Regions from separate parts of the Mus musculus genome. Here region 2 is linked to region 1. The links are chromatin contacts, called in public HiChIP or PLAC-seq maps. All regions are on one chromosome and are shown on one strand. Each heading gives the region's core, a stretch centred on a gene start, on an enhancer-like site or on the middle of the called end of the contact. The rest is flanking DNA. Distances are from core to core; before and after follow the strand shown.

The links. HiChIP or PLAC-seq counts read pairs in DNA pulled down with a chosen protein or histone mark.
Region 2: an H3K27ac HiChIP or PLAC-seq map of SST interneurons shows a contact between it and region 1, with 4 times the contacts expected there. The contact joins the promoter of Ripply2 here to the enhancer-like site in region 1. A contact is called at or near these places in 4 of 39 promoter capture datasets (3T3-L1-derived adipocytes, the SN4741 cell line, frontonasal cranial neural crest and 1 more), 23 of 484 Hi-C or Micro-C datasets (the AtT-20 cell line, the C2C12 cell line, brain and 11 more), 4 of 115 datasets of contacts at active chromatin or transcription factors (PVALB interneurons, SST interneurons, embryonic forebrain and 1 more) and 1 of 9 other capture datasets (pancreatic islet).

What each region holds. Positions count from the first base shown.
Region 1 is chr9:86,867,254-86,872,432 of GRCm38.p6, reverse strand. All of the region lies in intron 2 of Snap91 (synaptosomal-associated protein 91), which reads left to right. Among named protein-coding and RNA genes, the nearest start is that of Snap91, 11 kb to the left of the region's middle. Within about 2 kb of position 2,767, at least 5 of the 459 cell types and tissues checked have an H3K27ac peak or open chromatin away from gene starts, as enhancers often do. A contact at or near this core is called in PVALB interneurons, SST interneurons and rod photoreceptor, where this site is marked.
Region 2 is chr9:87,012,794-87,017,972 of GRCm38.p6, reverse strand. It overlaps Ripply2 (ripply transcriptional repressor 2), which reads right to left and starts at 2,436. Exons shown (of 4, transcript NM_001037907.2): 1 at 2,343-2,436; 2 at 2,027-2,105; 3 at 1,639-1,703. The coding sequence starts at 2,428. Gm51687 (a long non-coding RNA gene) reads left to right here and starts at 1,461. Exons shown (of 3, transcript XR_003948201.1): 1 at 1,461-1,787; 2 at 2,071-2,684; 3 at 2,792-5,179.

The DNA.
Region 1 (5,179 bases), core at 1,518-4,017:
CAACTCTTAAGATGACAGTTTCCATTTGCAAACAATAGTTCATTCACTCAACCTGGTTTCCACTGTTGCTCTTAAGAATTCATCGATTCAGCTGCTTTTAAATAATGACCTGTTTAATGGCTGCTTTACAAATCTTACCTGTCATGACCTTCGATAGCATGTGTATCTATATGTGGCTTTCCTGGTGGGCTTGGATTGTGTTTCTTGAACTGAAAGTTAGCATCTCTCGTCAATTCTAGAGGATTCTCAGCCTCTCAGTTATGATTGGTTGCTGCTCCTCCCCTTCTCTTCCTGTCTCTGACATTCAAGGAGGACTAGATATGTTACACCTCATTGCGTGTCTGAACATTCCCTTAACAGTTTCCAGAACTTTCCTATTCAGTGTGCTTTTTTTTCTCAAACGTTATCTACTTTACTTATCCTCTCTTTAACTGTGTCTTGCTGCATCTATATACTGTCAGTTAGAACTTATTAATTTAATTTTTAAGTTTTGAGGATTTTATAGAACTGCTCATTGGCTGTACTTGCAGTTTAGCCTGAGCCTGACCTCTGGTGTTTTAGCAGATATTTAATAATTTTAGCTTCTGACGCCATTTTGGCTAGGTTTCCATCAGTGAGAATCCCAGAACCTGGTGCCACCTAGACAGAATTTGTGCCTTCGTCTTGAAAGCCCCACAGGTGTCCGTTTGGCTCCCCAGATCTATCAGAACTGTAGCGGGCTTCAGTTCTGAGGTTGGGGTTTCCTTCAAGCTCCTCTGACAGCAAGCACATTGAATGGGTGTGGGGACCTGAGTATTTAGTGGGTGGCCGTCTTTATCCCTCACTTCATTCTTACCCAGCTTTAGAGCTTCTCACATATGCTGTCTGGAGAAATACCTTGCTTTTACCTAAGAACTTCCAATGGTCAAGGACTTAAACTTTATTAGTCAAAAGATGATAAAGTCAATTAAAATGGAATATTTCAGAGAATCAAATTTAAAAACACTAGATTCCTTAATGTCAATGGTTAGTGCATAGTCTCTGTTAGCCTCTTAACAGTTATATTCTTGGGATATGGTAAAAAATATCTTTTTGCAGATGCCAAAGTTTGGTGCATGCTTACAATTCAAGTGTTTTGGAGACAAAGGCAGGAGGAGGATGAGCTCAGGGAGGCCCCTGTGAGCTACATAGAGAGACCCCATCTCAAAGAACCAAAATTAAAAAAAAAATGCTTGGGTGAAGTTTTAACTTTGACAAGAAGCATATAATGGCAGGACTTGGAAATTGGAAAAACATTAGATTTTAATTATGTCTGTAATCCTTTGCCTGTGCATTTGAAGAGCATGACTACCTCCTTTGGCATATTTTCTGTTACAGTTAGATGCCCAATAATTAGATATTAATATTACAGAAAACCCTTTAGCATTCTCTGTGTTTAGACATATGTTTCTGTTTTCTTTGTTTTTGGTTGGTGACAGTTGAGTGCCACTCTTCCATGTCTGTTTTATAGTTCCCATATAGATACTGTGTACGTGGGAGGAAAAGCTCAAAAAATTAAAAACATGATTTAAAAGTGACCACAACTCTCACCTTTTCTCTGAAATTATATTATTCTATATTTAAGAAATTATATTATTCTATATTTAAGAATACTTTTTTACCAGCATGATTGCATTTCCATCCACAGTTTGGAAGATGGGGAGGGAAGTGAAGCTGAGTGGTACAGCCAGGCGTGTGCTGTACGAATCAGTTGCTGGGTTTGCTCACCAGTAATGGAAAAGAAAGAAAAAAGGTGTGAGTGACTGAGGGGTTTTAGAAAAGCAGTGAGGAAATAGGAGACAAGTTTAGCTTATAATAGCATTCTTTTTACCTTCCCAGAGAGAATGATAAGTGTCAGCACGTTCATTTGGTTTACAATGGCCTAGTGGAAGAAATTAGAAGTTACTTTCTAACTTGAGGCATTGAGTACTTATTTAGCATAATATCATTATTTTTTTATTTAATAAATATTTACCAAATGCCAGGAATTGTTCCAGGAGGCAGGGATACCATGGAGAATAAGATATAGCCCTTGGCATCCAGAGAGCTGGCAGCTTAGTAGGGGAGACAGAAAATAAAAGAACTAATTACCAGTGCTCCAAAAAGCATTAAGGTTCAGCAGGGAAAGAAAGACCACAGTGGAGGTACATTGCATAAATGGTGTTTAAGGCCAGACTTGAAGGATCAAAGGAATTCACGTGGGTGACATATACACAAGGGCTACCTGTTTGCTGCTCACTGGAGAGCGGCTCACGTGGAGAAGGCGGCCCTTAGGAACGTAAAGAAGCTGTCAGCTGCTGGAAGGCTGACAGTGTATGAGGTCAGATAGTGTAAAACACAACCTCTGAACTGATACACCCCCGCCTGGAGGGCCTTCAGTGATGGGAGAATCTTAGCCATCTCCAGACTCCAAGATTTTGTTAAGGAAGTTGAGTCTCGGAGGCATAACTCACATTCTCTGTGTGTTGATGCTGGTAATTCCTACTGACGGTCTTGAGCAATGACTCCAGTTTGTCACTGCCTTGTTAGCCTCGTTCTGATTGTTAGATTGAAGCCAGGGGACCTCAGCTGCAAGTCATGATTATCCTCTTGCAGCTGTTCTAGCTTCGCTAGGTAATTCAATAGACTGTGGTCTAAAGTAGTTTTGTTGTGCTCTGTTTCTCTTATCCCATCAAGGCTGTACTGTGTGCATGTGTGCATGACCTTTCTCTTAAGAATGTTGATGTGCAATGTTCTGTTTCCTTCAACCCTTGTCTGAGTCTGAGTGTGACTATGGATATACAGCATAACCTACTTTGAGGCTTCGATAGTGAGTAGGCTGAGCCAATTGTTTTAACCCTTACATCACCACACTGCTCTGAGTATGTTTACTTGTTCTTCTTAGTGACAGCAACTACCACTTTCCAAAGGAGGCTTCTGATTTTTATCTGTCTTTTTCATAGTATTTTGTGATTCCGTAGTATATAGTATATCTGTGTATATCATAGTATCTCTGCATCATCATGGCATTTTTGCCATGCCAGGGAGATCTCTGTCTCTCTGTTTCTCTCTCTCCCACACATATCTCATTTAACCATGACTTGATCTGTAAGTTGTACTCATAATTTTATGATCTGCTGTTGTGAGTTGAGAGAAGTAGCTCTTCACTCCAGCTCAGCCTTGATGGCTCAAATGGAAAAAGAGTCTTGAGTCGAGCGCTCAATGAGTGGAAGTATGTTGTGAGTATCAGTTGAAAGCCCTTTCACCTAGTAATTTACCTTCTATAGGGTTTTATCTTAGAAAAAAATAGAGAAAATGAAGTGTTCATGGATGTTTGTTACTGTCTGTATTTCATAGTACTTTATTGAAATCAATGATCTCTTCAAAGAGATACTGGAAAATCTCAGAAAATGTTAAAAATTAAAGTATATTCATCATGGAAATTAAAACATGAAGCTGTGGTTCAAATTTTAATGTATGCATGGGCCACGTGATACGTATTTCTGGAACACTAACGTGTTGCCTGTGGATTGAAGGACTTGTGTTTTCTGCTTTGTACCTCTGTCAGTGCTGACTGTTTTGTTTCTGTGTTACAAGAATATAGTTTGGGCAAAAGGAGGGTCATTTTGTCCTTCATAACCAGCGTGAGGGAAAGGCTGGAAGGAGCAGGCCCCTTGGCTTTCTCAGGATTCTTCTCCCTCCTCCTGTTCCTGGTTCTTTTCCACATGAGATCAGGGAATCAAGCTTCTTTCTTTTTCACCAACTTTCTCAGTGAGCGTGGAAGTGGAGCTTGCTATCATTACAGCCTCTCTGAGAGAAACTAGCTTTCTCCCTATATTTAGTTTGACAAAAATCATAGAGAACAATTGATTTCTTATCTCGTGTTGTTGCTCCCTGTCCATGGCATGACAGCATGTGTGTAGTTTACTTTCTGTTTCTGTATAAATACCATGATTCAAAGCAATTTGGAGATGAAAGGGTTTATTTCCTCTTATTGCTTATAGTCCACCATGGAGAAAAGTCAGAGCAGGAGCTCAAGGCTGAAACCAGGAAGCAGAAGCCATGGAGGAATTGCTACTTCCTGGCTTCTCCTCATGGCTGGCTCAACTTGCCTTTTCATACAACCCAAGACTACCTGTCCAAGTGTGGCACCACCCACAGTAGGCTGGGTCCTCCCACACCAGTCACTAATCAACACTTGCTACCGACCAGTCTTACAGAAGCATCTTCTTTTATATTGAAGGCCCCTCTTCCTTGTATCAAGTTGGCAAAAATCTAACCAACACAGATCAACCAGAACTACCTCCCGGGATCAGTCCCAAGAGCTAGGAGCCAGCCAGATGCTAATTTTCCTTCTTGCTCCTGCTGCAGTCTGCTTTGGGGGGGGGGGAACTTTTTCAGCCTCTTTCCTAGGACATCAGAGTCCTCTAGTGAGGTCTAGCCAATAAGGAAAACAGAAAAGGAAAGAGTCTGAGATGGGACTAGACCTAGATACAGTTCCTATGTGAATCATTGGCAAGAACTCAGCTAGTGTGGATTGTGAACACAGGACCCTACCATGTCCATGGGAAGGACTTGGAAATTCTTCTCTTGTGCCTGTGGGATCTCTGGAGTTCTCGTTGCCCCCAGCATGACAGTTCTCTGGATGTACAATACACTGGCTGATAAGAGTACTTTTCAGAGGGTGGACAACTAGTGGCTGGATGCTGGTTCCCTGTCCCCGCCACACATCTCTGACAGATGTTAATGCTCCTCACTGTGGAACCTGGTCTGGCCTCAAACTTGTATGTCTATACATTGATTTGGAATTCTCAAATCATGGTTGACACACAAACTAAAACCACTGTGGCACCCCTTTTAGCAGCACCCCTAGTCTAGGTGATTTTTCCATGATAAATGTAAGACAAGCTGTTATTCACTGAATTTGCAAAGACACTTAGTATTTGCAGTCAGCATGGACAGTTCAGAGCCCAGGATCGGTCTGCTAGTGACCGACCTTGTGGTTTTAAGCTAGTAATGAGCTAGACTATCAACGAGCACATCAGTGATAGAAAAGATAATTTTGAGTTTTGCGTTTAAAACTTAACCCTTCTCTGGGGGAAACCAAGTCTAAGTACCCTTTTTTACCTTAAATGTGAATATGGTGCAAGTTGTTTTCTTTGAACTGCTTCTTAGATACCTA
Region 2 (5,179 bases), core at 1,187-3,686, 150 kb before region 1:
GGCATTCTGGCTTTTTAGCTGTTCTTCGCCCACCCTGCCAGTACATTCATTATAAAGCCCTGCTTTGTCTCCTAAGTATTTCCTACATCCACTAAGTCCCGCCTCCTTTCCTGACTTCCTTGAAAAGCTCTCCTTAGAATCTTATTTGTAACTACTTCCAATTTTGCTTTGAGTCTTTACTTCAGTCCATAACTGATTTTATGAAACAATGATCTGATCAAACCATTCTCACGGCTAAAATCTATAACCATCAACACATCCTACAGAGTAAAGCCCATGGGTTTCTAGACAAAACTCTGTACCTCTGTATGGAGGTCTGTCTATAAGCTCTGGCCTTTTACTACCTTGCAGACACCACTGCAGCTACACACATCCAAGTTCCCGGTCCCTGGAGCTCCAGCAGGAACCACACTGCCCCAAAACCAGCTATCTCTTTTCCGCATCTGACCCTTGGAGACTCATCAATAGTGACCATAACTAACTTATACCACACCCTTTCTAAGCTTTCCCCAACCCTTTAAAAGTAACATATTTCATGCCCTGACCTCACTTCAAAACTAATCAAAGTAAGGCTAGAGAGATGGCTTAGTGGTTCAAAACAGTGGCTGTTCTTCCTGGGACCCGGGTTCTGGTCCCAGCATCCACATAACAGCTTATAACCATTAGCAACTCCGGTTCCAGGGGATCCTACTCCCTCTTTTAACCTCTGTGGACACAAGGCATGCACATGGTACAAACACATATGCAAGCAGGCAAAATACTCAGACACGTAAAAATAAAACGTGACCACTGTAAACTCAATTCCACTTATCACTTGCTTGCCCTGTGTCCCGCAATTACTTTAGCATTGGTAGGTAACATGTATGAACTATTGTACGCCACTTATAAACACATAGACACAGGCCAGGCTTTCTTTAACACAGTCACACAGGCCTTCTTTCAGCAGTTAATACAGCACAATCATAAACATTTTATCTCAAATAAAAGCTACAAAGAATCTTATAAGAAAGGCTGACTTTCAGCAAAAAAAAAAAAAAAAAAAAAAAAAAACAGTAAAATGAACAACAACAACAAAAAAAAAGTAAAAACAAACAAAAACAGTGACCAGCTGGGCCAGCCTTGGGTATTCTAAAAGTCAGGCTTGTTCTGCTGCAAACCTGCCACTGTCCATCTCGTTCCTCCTTTTGGTTTGCAAGAAAGTAATACATGCACTCTGCATGCCAAGGAGCCAGTTCTCCATTGCCCTTTTAGGATTAAAAATAATAAAAGAAAAAAACCCCAAACAACTTTTCGGGCATAAGATGCCCCCCCCCCTTATAAGCCAGAACCTCTTTCAGGGCAGGTAAACACCCTGCCAGCAAGCTACAGCCTCAGCCCCAAACGTCTCTTTTTTCTACTCAGTCTGCTTTCTCCCGTTTTAGCCAATTCAATTAGCATTCACTCACTATCCACCAACTGACAGTTCTTTTATGGGATGAGTCCTGTATTTTCCCAATTTTGTGAGTAAGAGAATCCTCAGAGTGGGAACACAGAGTGAGTAACGGCGCCAGCTATTAAACCAGCTGCGTGATCGTGCCCCATCTCCTTCCCCCTTAGGGCTGGAGTTGAAGGAGACCTCCAGTAAGGCCTGTCACTCACCTGACAGGGTGTTGGTATTGCAAAAGCTTCCCGGAAGCTTCTGCCATTCCTGGGCCACTGGGCAACTAGGAAGGAAAGGAGTAATCGCAGTCACCATGCATCTCATTGTCGAAATTGGGAAGGTGTGAGACCCAGCGCCTCTGGTTCAGGTAGGGGCTGTGACCCTGAGCCTCTCCACAACCCAGCTCTTGGCTGCAAGTGACTGCATCACTGCAATGGATGTCCCAGCCCGCGTTCATACCCACAGGGTCTAGGGCAGGCACACTGTTAAGCACTGGGCAGATTGGGGGCGCAAGCCACTCAGGCCCTTACTCCTCAGGCCTGGATTGGGGGTCGGGAGTGGGGATGCTCTGCAGCCTGAACCGCAGCGGGCCACACTGTCACTCACCGCCTCTGCAGCACGGGGCCCCGTCCGCTTCTCTTTCTCTCCAGGAGTTCGAACCCACGGTCTCCAGAAGCCCTCGGACCTGCAGGATGGCAAGCGCAAGTCGCGCACAAAGAACGTGAGCCCAGCCACCGGACTCAACTCGGACTTAGTAAGGGCACCGGGCCCGGGCAAAGGCAAGAGCGGCGGGTAAAAGGCGAGGGCTGAAGTAGAGGGCGAACAGGGACGAGCCGGGGCCAGGCGGTCCTCGGGCTCAGTGGGCGGCGGGCACGGGGCGAGGGTGGAGAATGCGCGGGGATGGATCCCGGCTGATAGGTACCCGGGCTGCGCGGACGGCGGGCAGCGGCTGCGCGAGGGCGGACGTGCTGGGTTGTGCGCGCTCTCGGCGCTCTCGGTGGTATCCATGGCAGGACGACCGCGTCGGTGTCGCAGCCCGGCTTTATCTAGCCCTTGCAGACCTTCGCACCCCGGTCGCCCTCGCTGCTCTGCATAAACAAAACGGCAGCGCGTGAAGGCGCCGCGGGCCGCGCGCGGGTGTGAACGCGTGCAACATCCCAAATGGCCCGGGAACCGGCTGCTGGAGCGAGTGTTAATAGCCCCCTGACACACGGTCTGGGAGAAAAACAGCATGCGCCCAAGCAGCCAATTTCCATGTGAAGAGGTTAGGAGGGGATGGAATTAAACGATTCTACACGTTTTTGTGTATTTCTGCAAAAATGCCCAGGGCTGGTAATTGCCTGACACTTGGCTTGGCTTTTTGGCCTTCAGCAAATGTAGCTGGCTCTGCAGCAACCAGTGTTCTACAAACTGGATATGATATAAGAAGAAAAAAAGAATAGCTTTAATCACTCCCTCCCCACAACATCAAGCAAAAACGCAAACGAAGTGTCTGTATGTGGAAATATAGATCAATAATAAATGTATGTTTTTAAAAAAATGTTATTGAAAAGTTATGTTCACAATCTGCCTGTTACTTGAAGGGGATGGACAATCTTAGGCAAGAAGAAATGAACTATGAAAACCTGATTGTTACATCCAAGAGGGGCTGAGACAGTTGTCATGTGGTTTCAGTGCCTTCCCACAGCCTCTTGACTTTCTCTCAAACTCTTGTCAGTATCTCTCTCCAGTAAGCCCTGGTGTATCATCTCTACAAATCTGCCATCACTTGGCATTATATCAATAGATCATAGTTAGACGATACTTTTGTGGTTGGGAAAGATGATGAGGATAATGAATTCTGGAAGGTTATGATATGAGATAAATTATTTATTCTTCCTGTACTAGTTTCTTCTCTTGGGAGTTACCCCTTGTTTATCTGTAGAGGTTCATCAAACCTGTCCCCCTCAGATGTTCTGTTTCAAAGCAAATGTGACCTGTAAATGTTATAATTTCTTCCTAAGACATTTTAAATAATGGAAATGAGTTTCCTCAAACACTGCAGATTGAAAATCTTGAGTGTAAGCCTAGTGGTACTGCTCCCCACTCTGTTACTTCATAAGAAAAGAATCCACTTAATTGTTACCTAGAGGGCTGCAATGACGTGACTACCAGAGGATGAGATAGGATTTTCTTCAGATAATGAAATCAGTGAAGATGGCTATTGCTATTCTCCGTGGCTCAGAGTAACGACGCTTATTAAATGCTTGTTGCATGTCTGGCACACAATAAGCCCTTCCTTGACAGATGATAAAAATGATTTTAGGAATATCATGGCCAGCTGACAAGATTAAGGTTAAGATGCCTGCTGCCAGGCCTGACGACCTGAGTTCAATCCCCAGAGCCTGCATGGTAGAAGGAAAAAACTGACTCCCACAAGTTGTCATCTGACCTTACACACAACAGTGGCGTGAAAGCCCACCATATCCATACCCAAGCACACACACAGACCACCACCATCACCACCACCACCTACTACTATTAGATAAATATAATAAAAATATGACCTTACAGATGTGACCTATTTGATGAAGAGACCTATTCCAGTTGCATAAATATCTTTGAATTATCGGCAATGTATTAAATCCTGAATTTTTACAAGTGATGAAATAAATGTTCCCTCCTTACTCAGGAATACTGCAATATATGGTCATTACTGTGGCCACAAAATCAATAATATTTTTAACAAAACATATTTAATTGCTAAAGAACACTCTACATTTAGAAATGACAGTTGGGAGGATTTGGCGTGTCTTTTAGGTACAATGAGGAAAGCCCACTTAGAGTAAATGAAACCTACACAGGGATTTCTAAAAGGATCAGTTAAAGAATGCTACTGTCTCTGTGTGGAAACTGGCTAAGAGGAGAAGGGATGAGGTTATTGCTGACACAGAGATGTGGTGAAAGAGACAGGGCAGGCGTGGGCTGCTTGGAATATGCTGTGCTCAGACATTTTGACTTCATTCTGTAAGTATTGGCAGAAGACTGACTAAGCGGGAATAGGGGATGACTACAGTTTGTATCTTACTTTTTTTAAAGGCTTTGTTTTGTTTTGTTTTTTTGACACAACCATGGAAGATGAGAGTCATTGAAACCTGGTGGTGAGAACAGGAAACCCCCTGAAAGGCTGAATGATAGTAGGGCATATATAAATCACAGAGGGCAGATTTGAAGGGCAGTTAGGAAATAGCATCTACAGAAGTGTCTGGGCCATAAAGACAAAGTGTTCATGAAAGTGGAGCTGAGATGTGTTCTGAGATATGGAACCCACTTAGCAGAGGTAGTGGTACTGGGTCAGGCAAAGTCAAGATCACAGCAGACCCAGAGTGCAAGGTATACTTCTATGTTTCAGTTTTTCAAATGACCCAGAGAAGAACAAGAAAATAATGAATTTTATATTGGTTTGCCAATCAACTAGGACAGACCGGGCAATATTGGCAGTAAGAAATACTTCCAAAACTTCACAGGATTAACAAAAGAGAAGTGATTTTCCTGGTCACCCTATATACATCTTGTTTTGTCTAGTGGAAGGCTACCTTTTAAGCTTGGCTTTTGAAGGCAAGCTGATAAAGTTTGATATCTCTGGTCTGATGCTAGTTATTATAACAGGGAGACACAAATAAAATTGTGTATCTAAAGCGACACATGTCACCTCCAAAACATTTCTCTGGCCTAAACTAGTGAGATGACATATTCATCTCAAAGGAGAAAGGAAATACA